Regions from separate parts of the Mus musculus genome. Here all the other regions are linked to region 3. Evidence: chromatin contacts called from public Hi-C and HiChIP or PLAC-seq data. All regions are on one chromosome and are shown on one strand. Each heading gives the region's core, a stretch centred on a gene start, on an enhancer-like site or on the middle of the called end of the contact. The rest is flanking DNA. Distances are from core to core; before and after follow the strand shown. Region 1 overlaps Il20rb (interleukin 20 receptor beta). Region 2 overlaps Nck1 (non-catalytic region of tyrosine kinase adaptor protein 1). Region 3 overlaps Msl2 (MSL complex subunit 2).

The links. Hi-C and Micro-C count contacts between places; a contact is called where the count stands out from the background. HiChIP or PLAC-seq counts read pairs in DNA pulled down with a chosen protein or histone mark.
Region 1: a contact with region 3 is called in an H3K27ac HiChIP or PLAC-seq map of regulatory T cells, with 7 times the contacts expected there. The contact joins two enhancer-like sites. A contact is called at or near these places in 2 of 484 Hi-C or Micro-C datasets (CD4 T cells and cortical neurons), 10 of 115 datasets of contacts at active chromatin or transcription factors (the 230-238 cell line, the NIH/3T3 cell line, bone marrow-derived macrophages and 7 more) and 1 of 9 other capture datasets (adipose tissue).
Region 2: a Hi-C map of memory CD8 T cells shows a contact between it and region 3, with 2.7 times the contacts expected there. The contact joins two enhancer-like sites. A contact is called at or near these places in 2 of 484 Hi-C or Micro-C datasets (bone marrow-derived macrophages and memory CD8 T cells) and 1 of 115 datasets of contacts at active chromatin or transcription factors (memory CD8 T cells).

The regions. Positions count from the first base shown.
Region 1 is chr9:100,453,068-100,457,783 of GRCm38.p6, reverse strand. It overlaps Il20rb (interleukin 20 receptor beta), which reads left to right. Exons shown (of 7, transcript NM_001033543.3): 7 at 1-65. Among named protein-coding and RNA genes, the nearest start is that of Gm28166, 5.5 kb to the right of the region's middle. Within about 2 kb of position 3,408, at least 100 of the 459 cell types and tissues checked have an H3K27ac peak or open chromatin away from gene starts, as enhancers often do. A contact at or near this core is called in memory CD8 T cells and regulatory T cells, where this site is marked.
Region 2 is chr9:100,518,815-100,523,895 of GRCm38.p6, reverse strand. The region is part of intron 1 of Nck1 (non-catalytic region of tyrosine kinase adaptor protein 1); the gene reads left to right. Among named protein-coding and RNA genes, the nearest start is that of Gm46139, 19 kb to the left of the region's middle. Within about 2 kb of position 1,620, at least 23 of the 459 cell types and tissues checked have an H3K27ac peak or open chromatin away from gene starts, as enhancers often do. A contact at or near this core is called in memory CD8 T cells, where this site is marked.
Region 3 is chr9:101,097,648-101,102,289 of GRCm38.p6, reverse strand. Msl2 (MSL complex subunit 2) reads right to left here. Exons shown (of 2, transcript NM_001100451.2): 2 at 1-1,719. The coding sequence ends at 128. Among named protein-coding and RNA genes, the nearest start is that of Msl2, 25 kb to the right of the region's middle. Within about 2 kb of position 2,634, at least 42 of the 459 cell types and tissues checked have an H3K27ac peak or open chromatin away from gene starts, as enhancers often do. A contact at or near this core is called in memory CD8 T cells and regulatory T cells, where this site is marked.

The DNA.
Region 1 (4,716 bases), core at 2,159-4,658, 650 kb after region 3:
CTGCTCCCTCACCCCAGGGACTTCATTCCTCTGTTACCTAAGCTCAGAATAAAGAATTACCCCGAGCCTTCCTCTGTTACAGTTTCTCATGGGATGCTCCCTGGTTTTGCTGGCCTCTGTAGCTACATAAAGACCTCTCTCAATTATTCTGTTGTCTCTTAAGGTTCCCAACATGTGGATATTGGACCCCACCCGAACATCAGAAACAGAGCCTGCTCCTGATGGGGGGATAGCTACCTCCTCAGAGCTGGTTTACTCTCTTAGAACCCTCTTTCCTCTCTCTGTCTGTGTAACAGTTCTAATTGTCAGCTTGATGCTATCTAGAATCAGGCAGGAAGATTCTGAGTGAGGGACTGTCTAGATCGGGTTGGCCTGAGCTCAGGTCTGTGGGGGATTGTCTTGATTATGTTAATTGATGTGGCCCTTGCTTCCCACAGACCCAGATTCTCTACTTGTGCCTTCACAGAACACTTAGCATCATCCCAAAACAAAGTCCCGCTTCATGGAGCTTGGATTTCAATGAACAATAGGGAGATGATTAAACAATACGATATTACTAGTAAGCGAATTATTAGTATACCGAGAGTTTATAATAAGCCTTAAGAAAAAGTGAAAAGATAGAGAATAAAATTGGCCCAGGGCAGGTCACAGCCCTCTAAAGATGAAAATGAACACCAACACCGGAACCCACACTTCTGTCCCCATGTAGCCCCTGGTGTGAGAGATTATGTGTGATTTGAGTCACAGTAACTTGGCAACAAATCCTCAGGGGTATGCTGTCTAAAACAAAATTTATTCAGTGTTTGTACTGTTTCTATTGATAGTTCTTTAAAAAGTTATTTTCCTAAGCTATCAGATGAAGCAAATGAATACTCTTTATTCTGAAAGAACCTGACTTTGGGCATCAAAACTGCGGAGGGTCAATTGTGGACGTCAAAGTTTGCATAGGAACAGTGTGTTGTTAGAACCAGATCTTTGATGGCCAGGGTTAATGTCAACTTAAGATAGGCTAGAGTCATCTGAGAGGAGTCAACTTAAGACAAACCAGAGTCACCTGGGAGGAGGGAACTTCAGTTAAGAAAATGCCTCCACAAGACTGGGTTGTAGGCAAGCCTGCAGGACATTTTCTTAAGTAGTGAATGATGGGGAAGGGCCCAACTCACTATGGACAATGCAGTCCCTGGACTGGTCTTTCTGGGATCCATAAGATAGACAGGCTGAGCAAGGCCAATGGCCTCTGTGTCAGCAACTGTCTATGGGTTCCTTCCCTGCTGGAGTTCCCACTCTGACTTCCCTCTCTGATGGATTGGAAGTGTAAGCAAAATAAACCCTTTCTTTCCCAAGTTACTTTTGGTCATGGTGGTTTTTTTTTTTTTCTTCTTCCCAGTAATAGAAACCCTAAGACAAAATTAAACAATGGATAATGTGGAGTCACGCCTGCATAAAATGCACAAGTCTTTTGTGCCACCTGAAGTTGGAAGTCACACCATTTGAAACCCATAGTTTGGTGTTAAAAAAAAAAAGTGCTTTTGCTTTTTCCTGTTGAAGTGGCAGGGTAGAATCAAACCCCTCCACAATGCACACCGATGACGTCATTTTGGTTCTCAACGTTGTTTATCCTCCAAGAAGTCAAGGTTTTCGTAGAACAATAGCTAATTCTGTGTCTGGTCTGGAAGGGAAAGGCTTGTGGGAATTCTAGAACATTTACTCCTTGCTCCATCAGAAAACCAAGTTTTGAACAATTGGGTCAGTCAAAACTTTACATAACCAGTCTAAAAGGAGTCTCTCCTGGCCACAGGTGGGGCAGAGTTGAGCACGCCGAGGAGAAAGGCTATCCGTCAATAAAAATCTACCTGAAATCATCAGCCCATAGGGATAACCAAGAAGACGATGGGACAAACTAATTCTCAAGATGAATTAAGTCCAGTGAGGTGGCTCAGATGGCTAAAGGCGTTGGCAGAGCAGGCCTGGAGACCTGGGCTCAACCCACGCCTGGAAACCACAGAAGGGGCAGGAGGGAGCAAATGCCACAAAGGGGTTCCCTGGCGTCCGCACAGTGGCACAACACACACACACACACACACACACACACACACACACACACATGCACACACCCTCCACACACATACAAAAGTAAAAATTTGAAAGAGAGCAACAGTATGTATTTCTGCTGCTAACTTGTCAGGTCTTGGAAAGTATCTATGTCAAACAAAACAAAAAACAAACACCCTGACAGACTTGGCTCAGCTCAAGGAAGACTATAGGAGGATTATTGGTGGTTAGATAAAAGCCAGCTTTCCTCAGGAACTTGTGAAATGGGATTCCCTCTGCCAAAAGGAGTCGTGTCCCTTGCCTCTGGCAGAGGGGACATGTGGCTGTCCATTGATACATACCCATGGCTGCAGATCAAAGTCTATGCTGGCCTCCAGGTTTCCTCAGACCCTACTTACACCCCAAAGCCCAGGTTAGCACCCTGGCCCTTGCCACTCCTCCCCCACTTTGCTAACTCCCAGGCTGCCTCCATTCACAGGCTTCCTTCCTCCCAGAAACCAGCCAGCTCTCTATAAGACTTTTTCCCCTTTCCCTCGTATGCTATTCTATACCATACTCCTTGCTACTCTGGCTAGTCTCAAGACTATTCTATGACACACACACACACACACACACACACACACACACACACACACACACACACACCTTTCTCTCTGCTCCCAATAGTGCTGGCCATGTCCAATCTGCTTATTTCTCCCTCTGCTCTGGACTCTTCCAGGTGCCTCTGGATGTTCTCTCTGTCTCTGTCTCTGTCTCTCTGTCTCTGGGCCCCCCACCCCGCCCCCTTGCCCCCCTGCCCCATTCACAATAAAATCTTCCCCCAATCGTGGAGCGGCCAGTTTGGCGGCTTCCTTACTGTGTCATCGCTCACAGTACTCATTTGTGTTGGGCTTATTGACACACTCGTTTTATCATTGGAAAATGCCAGCAATTGCCAAGAGGTCAGTCACAGGCCGATTTCTCCTCCACCAGTCCCTGTCTCCAGACACCACTTGCATCCACCTGCAGGCCTGTAATTGCCTCTCTGGGCTCTCCATCGATTGCTTCCCACACGTTACTGTCCCCTGTCACGTCAAGCGCCCGTTTCCCGCACTTTACTGTCTAGTCAAGGTTTCTTGCGAAACTTTCCGTTTTACTGAGGAGTTGCAATGCCGATGATATCTCTCCTCTGTGATACTCCTCCCTTTCTCTTTAAAATAGGCGTCTTGTTTTCCGTGGGCCTATTTCCTTCTTTGGCCTGTGTGACTTTTCTGGGGATGCGGATCTTTTTCCTTTGAATCCGGCCTGACCTGATCCGGTGGCCCAATTCTACCGCCCACCCGGCGGGAAGCGACTTCATTGCGTCTACCGGTGTCTGGTGCCACCTTGTGGCGAATTCTGAAAAAAAAAATCCATTTGTTCCCACTAGAGAGGAAGCTCCGTGGGCTTCCCGATGAGAGAAAGGGAAAAGCCCAGGCTAGTTTTCCTGGAACCAAGGCTCAGTTGGAGAAAGTCCCCAGGCTTAGACCGGAACATAGAGTTTCTCCATTGTCACTTGCAAGTTTAGCTGCCACCATGTCCTCTCTCTCTGCATTCACTGACACCAGAGCATGTGCCCAGTGGTCCCTTTTCTCTGCCTCTGCTCTACTCTGCAAGCCACTCACCTTTATCCCAGTCGTCCACCCCCCCCCCCCCCCCCGATCATTCAATCTAAAGCATTGTGCATAGTTGGTGAAGTCAGAGCAACATCCCTGTTGACCCAAACTGTAGGTTTGGTTTTGGTTTTCCGGCTCCTGGGACCCTGGTGATTCCTTGCCAGAGTGGGAGGCTCACAAAGAAGATGCAATGTTCACTCCTTGCATCCCTTAGCGAGCAATCGGCAGCCCTGGGAGAGGCCGGAAACTGATCCACACAGAAGAGAACCTGAACAGAAGCCCTCCAGGGACCCGAAATAGCACGAGGTAGCTCTTACCTTTACTCTGCTACCTGAACTGCTCACCTACCACACACTACAGGCCTCGAGATTGCCTAGGGACCTTCAGCAAGTTTTTCATACTTGCTCATCCTAAGGTCGTGCCTGCAGCCGCAGCTGCACAAGGCCCCCCACCCCAGATCAATTTGTCCAAAGTTCAAGGATACTTTTAAGTTTACTTTGAGATCATAAATAAAGCTCCTAGAGAATGCTGAGTCGGGACTTTGGGGGCTCCGTAATTGATTTCAGGGGACAATTTGGGATTCTCTAGGAACAGTGCGCAGCCAGAATGCCACTGTGATTACAAATACTGTCATCTTGCTGGGCAGTGGTGGCGCACGCCTTTAATCCCAACACCTTGGGGGGGGGGGGCAAAGACAGGTGGATTTCTGAGTTTGAGGCCAGCCTGGTCTACAGAGTGAGTTCCAGGACAGCCAAGGCTATACAGAGAAACCCTGTCTCAAAAACAAAACAAAACAAAACAAACAAACAAACAAACAAACACTGTCATCTCAGGCCAGGTGTCCTGGCCCGCGTCTTTAACCCTGTCTGGAAAACAAAACAAAACAAAAACAAAACAAAATAAAACAAAACCAACCAACCGAACAAAAAGAAATAACTGTCATCACTCACAAGAACACACAAGATCAGAAACTGTAGCATTGTGAAGCTTTCACTTTTCAAGGGTTGATCTCAACTTGCTGTGACTCCCC
Region 2 (5,081 bases), core at 371-2,870, 580 kb after region 3:
TCTAAGGTGCTGGGGCTTGGATTTCAACATAGGATTTGTGTGTGTGTGTTGAGGATTGTCTCCAGCTTTACATGTGAAATTTTAAGTAGAAGTAATTCAGTGTTCCTTGTTGGTAAATTTGTTCTTGTTTTGAGATGGGTCTCTTTTAACTCATCCTGGCTTTAAACTAAGGATGATCTTGGATCCTCTGTCTCTACCTCCCCAGTTCTGGAACTACAGGCATGTGCTACTACATCTGGTTTTATGTGGTGATGATGATTGAGCTCAGCAGAGCTTCATGCTCTAGGCAGGCGATATACCCAGAGCTACATCCTTGACCCCATCAGTTATTTTTATCTCATTCAGAACACTTTAAAATGGATGTAGTCAATTGTGATTCTATTTTGTTTCTTAGCCATCCAGTAACCTAAGGATTAGGGTAATAACTCTTTAACTAATAACTAATGTCTTATATTAATGCAATTCTTTGTTATACATTTTCACAGTTTGTATTATAATTGTATGATTGTAATTTACTTTAGCAAGATTGTTTACTATTTTACTGGTTGCTCCTTTAGTTATTATAAAACATAATCCTCTCTTCAGATTCCAGAATTGGTATGTTCTTTTATTTATTGTTTTTTATGTGCATTGGTGTTATTGCCTGCATGTCTGTCTGTCTGTGTGTGAGAGGATGTCAGGACTGGAGTTAGGGATAGTTGAGAGAAGCCATGCAGAAGCTGGGTCCTTTCTGTGGCAGAGCAGCCCCTGAGCCATCTCTCCAGCCCGAGAGGATGTAATCTTGGGTAAATTTATTTTAATTCAGAGAGGATAGAAAGTAAGATTTTGTGATGACTGACAAAATCATCATATAGGGAATGTGTTACTCTTGTGTTAGTCTAAGGCGTGTATAAATGAGTTGAAGAAACAGGAGTTTCACTAGAATTCCTTTTATTAGCAGAATACTTGATTTCTCTTCCTTTGTTTTCAGAACTTGGTTTGTTCTCCTAGTGTACATTTATTCAGTTAATATTTGTTGAATGAACAAGTGAATTTTATATGCACAATACCCTTTTACTTTTTCATCTTTCTTGTTTTCTCATCTTGGTTATGTATCCAAAGTAATCATTCAAACCTGAATAAAATATGATAAAATTGTTCCCTATCTTTAAAAGAACCTAATCGTGCTGAGCATGGTGATACAGGTCTAAAATTTCTGCATTTGGGATTGGAGGTAGGAATATCAGTAGTTCAAAGCCAAGATCATCCTCACCTATATAGTGAGTTTTAAGGCCAGCCTGGGCTACATGTGATTACAACTGACCAAACAATAAGAAAATAAAACCAAACCAAACTCAACAAAACAACTTGATTTAATCCTCTATTTCTGATGTGCTTCTAATTTTTGTTTTGTAAGTAGTAGAGTGTTTCATTAGTTAGAATATTTAGCAATATAAACTATATGATGTTGTGGCTTAAAATGTTGATTACAGTAATCTTGTAAATTTCCTTCTCTTTATGCCTGCTGTAGCATATCAAAGTTATTGTTGATTTTTCTCCTTTCATAGTTCACTGAGAGATTGTAACCCATCTAAACTTCCTGACTTAGTTACTTGGGTACTGTTACTTAGCTGATTCTTATCAGAAACAGGAAATTGTCAAGTGATGAGTTAAAGCACAGCAGACTGTATGTGTAACTAGCATGGTAGATTTCCCTGTAGATGTCCCCCCCCCCCTTCCTCCGCCACTAGTTGTTTTCAGACAGGAACATCTAACTTGCCAAAAAAGGGTCCCATTGCTCATGACCTATGCCAATGGCAAACATTCTCCTTCCTCAGCGTTTCCTGGTTAGATGGTTTGATAGCCTTTCTTTGAGACAGGGTCTCATTGAGTAGCCCTGGCTGTCCTGGGACTTTCTATATAGACCAGGTTGGTCTTGAATTCAGAGATCTGCCTGTGTCTCTTTTGAGTACTGGGGTTAAGGGCATTTGAGATCACAAGTGACTGTCTTGACAAACTTAATATTAGGTGTTCTTAATTAATTTATAGAAATAGGTGAAGTATAGATATTTTGGTCTGGTGTACTCATTGATTTAGATTTGTAGTTGACTAAGGGATCTATAAAGACAAGGCAATTTTATAATAGTAGGATGCTAGTTTCTCTTTTACTATGAATATTTAGTTGTCTCCAAATTTGATGGCTGTCACAAAAAGTATGAACAGTTGGAAGGTATATAAAATTTAGTGAGTATTGAATAACAATATAAGATTATGTATGTGGGAGACTGATTCTGTGTTTTAAGTCATCTTGGTAGCTGTTTGGTTCCATACTTAGTTGATTTACATACAGTAAAGCCCTTTTTGGTGTAACTAAGTATTAAAATACAAGCCAGTCAAAGAGACAGGCATAATTATATTGGAAAGAATAGGGGTCTAATTAAAAGAAAATCTCTCCTCAAAGTGCTTGTAGCAGTCCAGTGTTAAACGGGAAAAGAAACACAGGCAAGGACTGGGGGTTTTCATTGAGGCAATCCAGGCCCTCTATGCTTCAGACCATTCATTATCTGAGGTACAGACAGATAAAGCTATGTGGTTGCTTTTGCTTTAAAATGTTTATTTAACCTGTTGTTGAGTTCCAAGGTAAGTAAATTTGTGAGTGAGTGTGTTTGTGTGTGTGCTCCTCAGAAGCTGTCCTGAGGAGTTTATGACAGCACCTTTTACCAATCTGGAATGCACTAATTGCACTAGGCTGGCTGACCCTGGAGATCTGCCTTTGTCTCTGCCTTCCCAGAGCTGGGATTACAAGTACACCACCATTTCCATTTCTGCTTTTTCTTTTTACATGGGTTCTGTGGTTTGAACTCAGGTCCTCATGTCTGCAGGAGGCAAACTATGTTTAGAGCTCTCTCCCTCTCCACTACTATTCCATTTCTATGAGAATTGGCCCTATCATCTCCCCACCCCCTCATCCCAGATCCCTCTTAGAGCACTGTATTATCTAGTTAGCTGTTTATTGCTGTGTTTGTACATAGATTCAGTTAAGGACACTTGGAAGCATGTAATTAAAAAGGAGCATGCTGATGTCCTGGAAAGGAATTCCAGTAGCAGAACACAGGAAGGCACCAACATTGGGACACAGCTAATAGCGCCACCTGGTGGAAGTATAGGTGAATGTTTAAGAACTCCTTTCACGTGAATTTTCCTAGTTTTTGTTTTCTCTTGGGAGTGCTGAGAGTTCAGTTCAATTTTGACTTTACTTCCCTCTTGCCAGTCATCCTGTGCTTTGATCCCTCTTAGTGAGATAGGCATGTTCCTGTAGATAATCTTAACTCATGTTGTGTGGGGATGTGATATGGACAGTAGTATGTGTTTAAAAAAAAAAGCAAATTTTAGCTAAATTTGATAGATGAGGTTTAGAAAACTTAGGCTAAGTTTAAGCAAAAGGGTGTTGAACAGAGGGTGTAGCCAGGTGTGCATGCCTTTAATCCCAGCACTTGGGAGACAGAGACAGAAAGCACTCTGGAAATTCAAGGCAAACCTGGTCAGCGAAGCAAGAACTACATAATAGAGAAACCCTGCCTCAGAACAAAACAACAAATAATAGGCCATAGTTACAAGTTAATATTGAGAGTGCTGGAGAGATGGTTCAGAGGTTAAGAACACTGCCCTTCCAGTCTGAGTTCAATTCCTGGCAACCACATGGTGGCTCACAACCATCTGTAATGGGATCCGATGCCCTCTTGTGGTGTGTTTGAAGACAGCAACAGTGTACTCACATAAAATAAATAAATCCTTTTTTAAAAATAAGTTTAGTTCTGTCAGAACATTTAAGAGAATTTGTTTAGAGTCCTTTTTTATGTAAACCAATGAATTACCGTTGTGGGGGAAAGCATATCTTTTTTTTTTTTTTTGAAGGTAGTTCTTTCTTTCTTTTTTTTTTTTTTTATTACGTATTTTCTTCAATTACATTTCCAATGCTATCCCAAAAGTCCCCCACCCTCTCCCCACCCATTCCCATTTTTTGGCCCTGGCGTTCCCCTGTACTGGGGCATATAAAGTTTGCCTGACCAATGGGCCTCTCTTTCCAGTGATGGCCAACTAGGTCATCTTTTGATACATATGCAGCTAGAGTCAAGAGCTCTGGGGTACTGGTTAGTTCATAATGTTGTTCCACCGATAGGGTTGCAGATCTCTTTAGCTCCTTGGATACTTTCTCTAGCTCCTCCATTGGGGGCCGTGTGATCCATCCAATAGTTGACTGTGAGCATCCACTTCTGTGTTTGCTAGGCCCCGGCCTAGTCTCACAAGGGACAGCTATATCACCGTCCTTGCAACAAAGGCTTGCTAGTGTATGCAATGGTGTCATCGTTTGGAGGCTAATTATGGGATGGATCCCTGGATATGGCAGTCTCTAGATGGACCATCCTTTTGTCTCAGCTCCAAACTTTGTCTCTGTAACTCCTTCCATGGGTGATTGTTTCCAATTCTAAGAATGAGCAAAGTGTCCACACTTTGGTCTCTCGTTCTTCTTCAGTTTCATATGTTTTGCATATTGCACCTTATATCTCGCTATACTAAGTTTCTGGGTTAATATCCACTTATCAGTGAGTACATTTCATTTGAGTTCTTTTGTGATTGGGTTACCTCACTCAGGATGATGCCCTCCAGGTCCAACCATTTGGCTAGGAATTTCGTAAATTCATTCTTTTTAATAGCTGAGTAGTACTCCATTGTGTAAATGTACCACATTTTTTGTATCCATTCCTCTTTTGAGGGACATCTGGGTTCTTTCCAGCTTCTGGCTATTATAAATAAGGCTGCTATGAACATAGTGGAGCATGTGACCTTCTTACCGGTTGGGACATCTTCTGGATATATGCCCAGGAGAGGTATTGCAGGATCCTCCGGTAGTACTATGTCCAATTTTCTGAGGAACCGCCAGACTGATTTCCAGAGTGGTTGTACAAGCTTGCAATCCCACCAACAATGGAGTAGTGTTCCTCTTTCTCCACATCCTCGCCAGCATCTGCTGTCACCTGAATTTTTGATCTTAGCCATTCTGACTGGTGTGAGATGGAATCTCAGGGTTGTTTTGATTTGCA
Region 3 (4,642 bases), core at 1,385-3,884:
AGCAATGAAAACACTTGATACAAGTGATCTATATGCAGGAGCTCCGGCAAGTTAAACCAACAGAACCATAGCTGCCGTAAAACTGTAGCTATTTCCTACCAAGGGGTAGGTTTAAAGACCCACTGATTTAACAGTCGAATCTCATATCTATAGCTTCATCCAAACTTTTATCATCATGTGTACTGGCAGCCAAAAATGTCGTTACAGGGGACCCTGTGACATTAATTACACTGGTGCTGGTACTTGCGTTACGCACAGCAATGCTAGTCACATTAATGCCCAAAGTGAGCCTGGTCTGCTCCAAGGCCTTTTCTGGCACCGCAAATGCCTCCAGCTTCTTCTCCCCATTGGCCATATAGGAGTTTTGGCAGCCACGACATATACAATCTAAGCAGGCTTTCCGGTTAGAGTAGCAAGGGCAGCGTTGGCCGCGGCATGTAAGAACACTTGGATTTTGAGTAGCACGCCCACATTTACATCCTTTCTTTTCCTGGGGCTTTTTGTACACAGTCTTGGTAGGGCTTCCTGGCATAAAATGATGACTAGGCATCTTTTCCTTTACTGCTTTGTCTTTTTTAAGAATACCTGGCTTGGATTTAGAGTGAGATTTCTTGGATCCATGTTCATGACTCTTTTTCATGCTTTTAGTAGATAAAAGTACAGTCTTGCTGATCTTGGGTGTCGTGCCTCCATTGGGAACAGTTGCTATAGGTTGAAGAGAGATTTTGCTTTCCCGCTTCACAGTCACAGGAGCAGATGCCCCCAGTGTTGGGCCTCGGATAATGGTAGAAATTGGAAGTGGCTGAACTTTCTCACTGTCACTTTCAGATCTGGATCGTTTTCGATTCAACTTTGCTACCTTGGGAGTTGCTGCTGTACATGATAACCCATGAAGTGCAGGGCTGGTGGACATGAAAACATTATGGCTAAGAGACTGGGAAGAAAGCTGCAAAAAAGGTCCATTGGATACAGTGGCTTCCAAGTTTGGCTGCAAATTAGGACAGCAAACTTCTGTATTTGAAACAGTTTCTAAGCTGCGGAGTACTTCCTCAACACTCAGCAAAAGAGAGTCACCGGGTTTTATATCTTCACTGAAACTACAGATATCAATACCTGTGGAGCACAAGTCAGTGGCTACCGTGTCACAGACAGGTGGCAGGTTGTCAGACAGATCCTCAGTTTTTATATCAACAGTATTACACACGTCAATTGTATTTGGATGTTCAGGTGAAGGGATATTTATACCAAATCTATCTATTGAAAGCCCATTGTAAGTAGGCAAACCATTGATAACAGAACTGCCAATGGCAATGCTGAGGGTACTCTCAGACATTGGAGATAAGCTAGCTTGAGGATCAGCTGTGGGTTCTGAAGTTGAAGGTAAAGGGGAATGTGTCAAACACAGAGTGAAGGATGAATCTGAAGGTTTCTCGGTCTCCTCACAAAACAATGATCCGTCATTAAGCAAAGCCAAAATATCAGAAGAACAGTCAACTGCTTCTATTATATCCCGTGCCAGTGTCGTCTGGGTTATATATTCACACAGTTTCTTGTAGCAATTCACTAGGATGCTTAACTGCTTGTTCTCCTCAAACTGCTCATAGTCTTTGCACCAGCTACATGAAGGTTTCATCATCATTTTCTTGCCTTTACAAGTTTTGCAGACATAGTGTTGGCAGGTGGAGTTGGTGGGTGCAATAGGATCTTGAAGCAAATGTCCTAAGGGGAGGAGGAGGAAAGCACAGATTTTAGCAAAACTAATATACTGTTTCATATAATGGAGTTCAGACATTAATCTCTTAAACTGAAATTTGTTAGACTCACTAGACTGGAAGGAAGGGTATACAGAGATAACTGGAGAAATCGTCAACATCTTACTTCATTTCTGTAACATAGTCTCCATTCCGTTATCTCAAATCACAGTCTTCCTGGATTTCGGTCTTGCCCACAAAATGTTAACACCAACCTCCTTATGGTCTTCTCTCCAAAAGCTACCAGGAAGTAAGTGTGGTGGTAAAGTGTAGGCTTAAAACCCCTGAGGCCCCAAACTAATACAAGAGAAGAATAGACAACTTATTGAACAGAATTGGTACAAATCTAATTCCAACCTGTAATTATATATATGAGCCATAAGATCAAAATGTAAACTACAATGGAGTAAGGGCTCATTCATTAAAAGAAAAGGGAGTTTTATTCAATTCAAATCTCCCACAAGGACTAAAACATAAGAACAGAATAAAATGAGGGGTATCTGAGCCTGACACAGTGGTGCACATCTTTAATCCCAGCACGCTATAGAGTCAGAGGAAGGTGAATCTCTATATAAGTTCAAGGACAGCATGGTCTCTACATAGTGAATTCCAGGGCAGCTAAGGACTATACAGAGACCCTGACTCAAAAGAACAAGATCGGGATTGGTGGGAGAAACTTGTGCACCACCATGCCTGGCTCAATAGACTTTTTTTTCACGTTAACAACTTCCCTCTAAACCACAGACGTGGGCCATTATGTTTAAACTTATTACAATAAAGAAAAATGGAAGTAATACTGTACGCCAGAACTCAAAAGAACTGTTCTATTATAAACCATAGGTATCCTCGTACAGCAACAGATTAGGAAAGTGAAAGTGGAGCTGGGGAGCTGGCTCAGCTGGGAAGGGCTAACAACGTGTACAGCACAGGTATGAGGAGCTGCGCTCCTATCCCCAGAAAGCACATAAACATGCTGGTTGTAGTGGCACACTTGTGTAACTTTAGCAACAAGGGGTAGAATAGTGGGGTGGTCCACTGGAGCTCACTGGCTCCCAGCTCCAGGTTCAGTGAGAGACCACCTTTCAAAAAATAAATAGAACAGGACATCTAATGTCCTCTCCTACAGCCTCTGCACACATGATTGGCACACATATGTGCACATACCACACAAACACACATGGTAAAATGGTCTACCAACTTGAGACAGCTATCAAATTATAAATGACGTACAAGTAAGAACAATAGAAGGGTAGATTCTACTGGGTCATCAGCCTGTCTCCACCCTACCAGTGTGGGGTTAGACAGCACCTCCATTCATGCTTGCATAGGAAGCACTCTACCCACTCAGCCATCTCCCTGACACCTTCATTTTTAATTTTTAAATAACTAACACCAAAAATCTCAAGACAAAAAAAATTATTAAGCCCCATGGAACTAAGGCCACATATACAAGAAAATAACGACAAAAGCCATCAAGAAGACAAGACACAACCACAAGAGTCCAACAACATACAACCCAAAACCTTTCAGTTTATAACATTCATCTCCAGCAAACTAAACTTCTTTAACCTACAGCAAACATACACCTGAGGTCCCTAAGGGGATTGGGGGGGGGGGGGAGGACATTGTTGAAAAAGAAGATGTAAAACTCTCTAAGATGTTAGATACTCCCATATCTTTATCTAGAATATATATATAATTCCAAGAAAGCCATTCACAAGAACTCTGAGAGTCACTGGGTTTAGGAAGGCCACAAGAAAACATTGTATATAACTGTGAGTTTCTATGTATATTACCAATGAACTCTCAGTAATTTATATTTCCCAACACTCCTACTTAAAACCAGCACCAAGAAGATATTTTAAATATTTAGGAAGAAAAGTATTTAGAAACACTTATATACAAGTTACACACACACACTTTTGTAATCTCAGCACTTGGAGGGCAGAAGGTCGCGTTTCAGGACAACCTGAGCTGCAGTATATAAAGGGACATGGTCTTCAAAAAAAAGTACCAAGAGCTAGAGCTATGGCTCTTACTCACAGCTTCCCTGGAAGGGGCAGTCTATAAATTCAAGACCCAAAACAACAAAGATTGCACACAGGTGTATTCACAGTCAACCTACATCAGTAACACAGTTGTTTGTTCAGAAGGCACCATCAGCACACCAGGCTGAAGCACAGTCTTTTTGATTATCCATTTGATTACCCAATCTAACAAAAAAATATTCTAATCAGATTACTAGGGAAAATTAAGGTGGGAAAGCAGAGAGGGACAGACGAACAGACGGAAGCACACACATACACGCCCACGTAACTGACAAGCACTTGATACACTTAAATGGCAGTGGCTTAAAAAACAAAAAACAAAAAACAAAATTCTGAGAACACTGGATCTGGAGGTAATAACAATCATAAAATAAAACCTACAATGGCAAACAGTACTAAACTAAAATGTAATGCCAACAACTTACACATGAACAAAACAAAAAACGAATCAAATCTCACACTTTAATCCCAAAACTCAGGAAGAGGCAGGTTTTAAACACATGGGTATCACAGATAGGTACCTAACACAGAATCACCTCTTCTTACTGCACCCCTTAGTCCTTTGGAATCTTGACGGGCTTTTTTTCTAGTGTAAAACTTTGGCACCTTGGTAAAAACCCTCAGGTGTCTGTAGCTCCTGAGGCTCCTGCTCTGTTGCACTGTGTGGATCACTGTGTGTCACTGTGTGTCACTGTGTGTCACTGTGGATCACTGTGTGTCACTGTGTGTCACTGTGTGTCACTGTGGATCACTGTGGATCACTGTGGGTCACTGTGTGTCACTGTGGATCACTGTGGATCACTGTGGATCACTGTGTGTCACTGTGGATCACTGTGGATCACT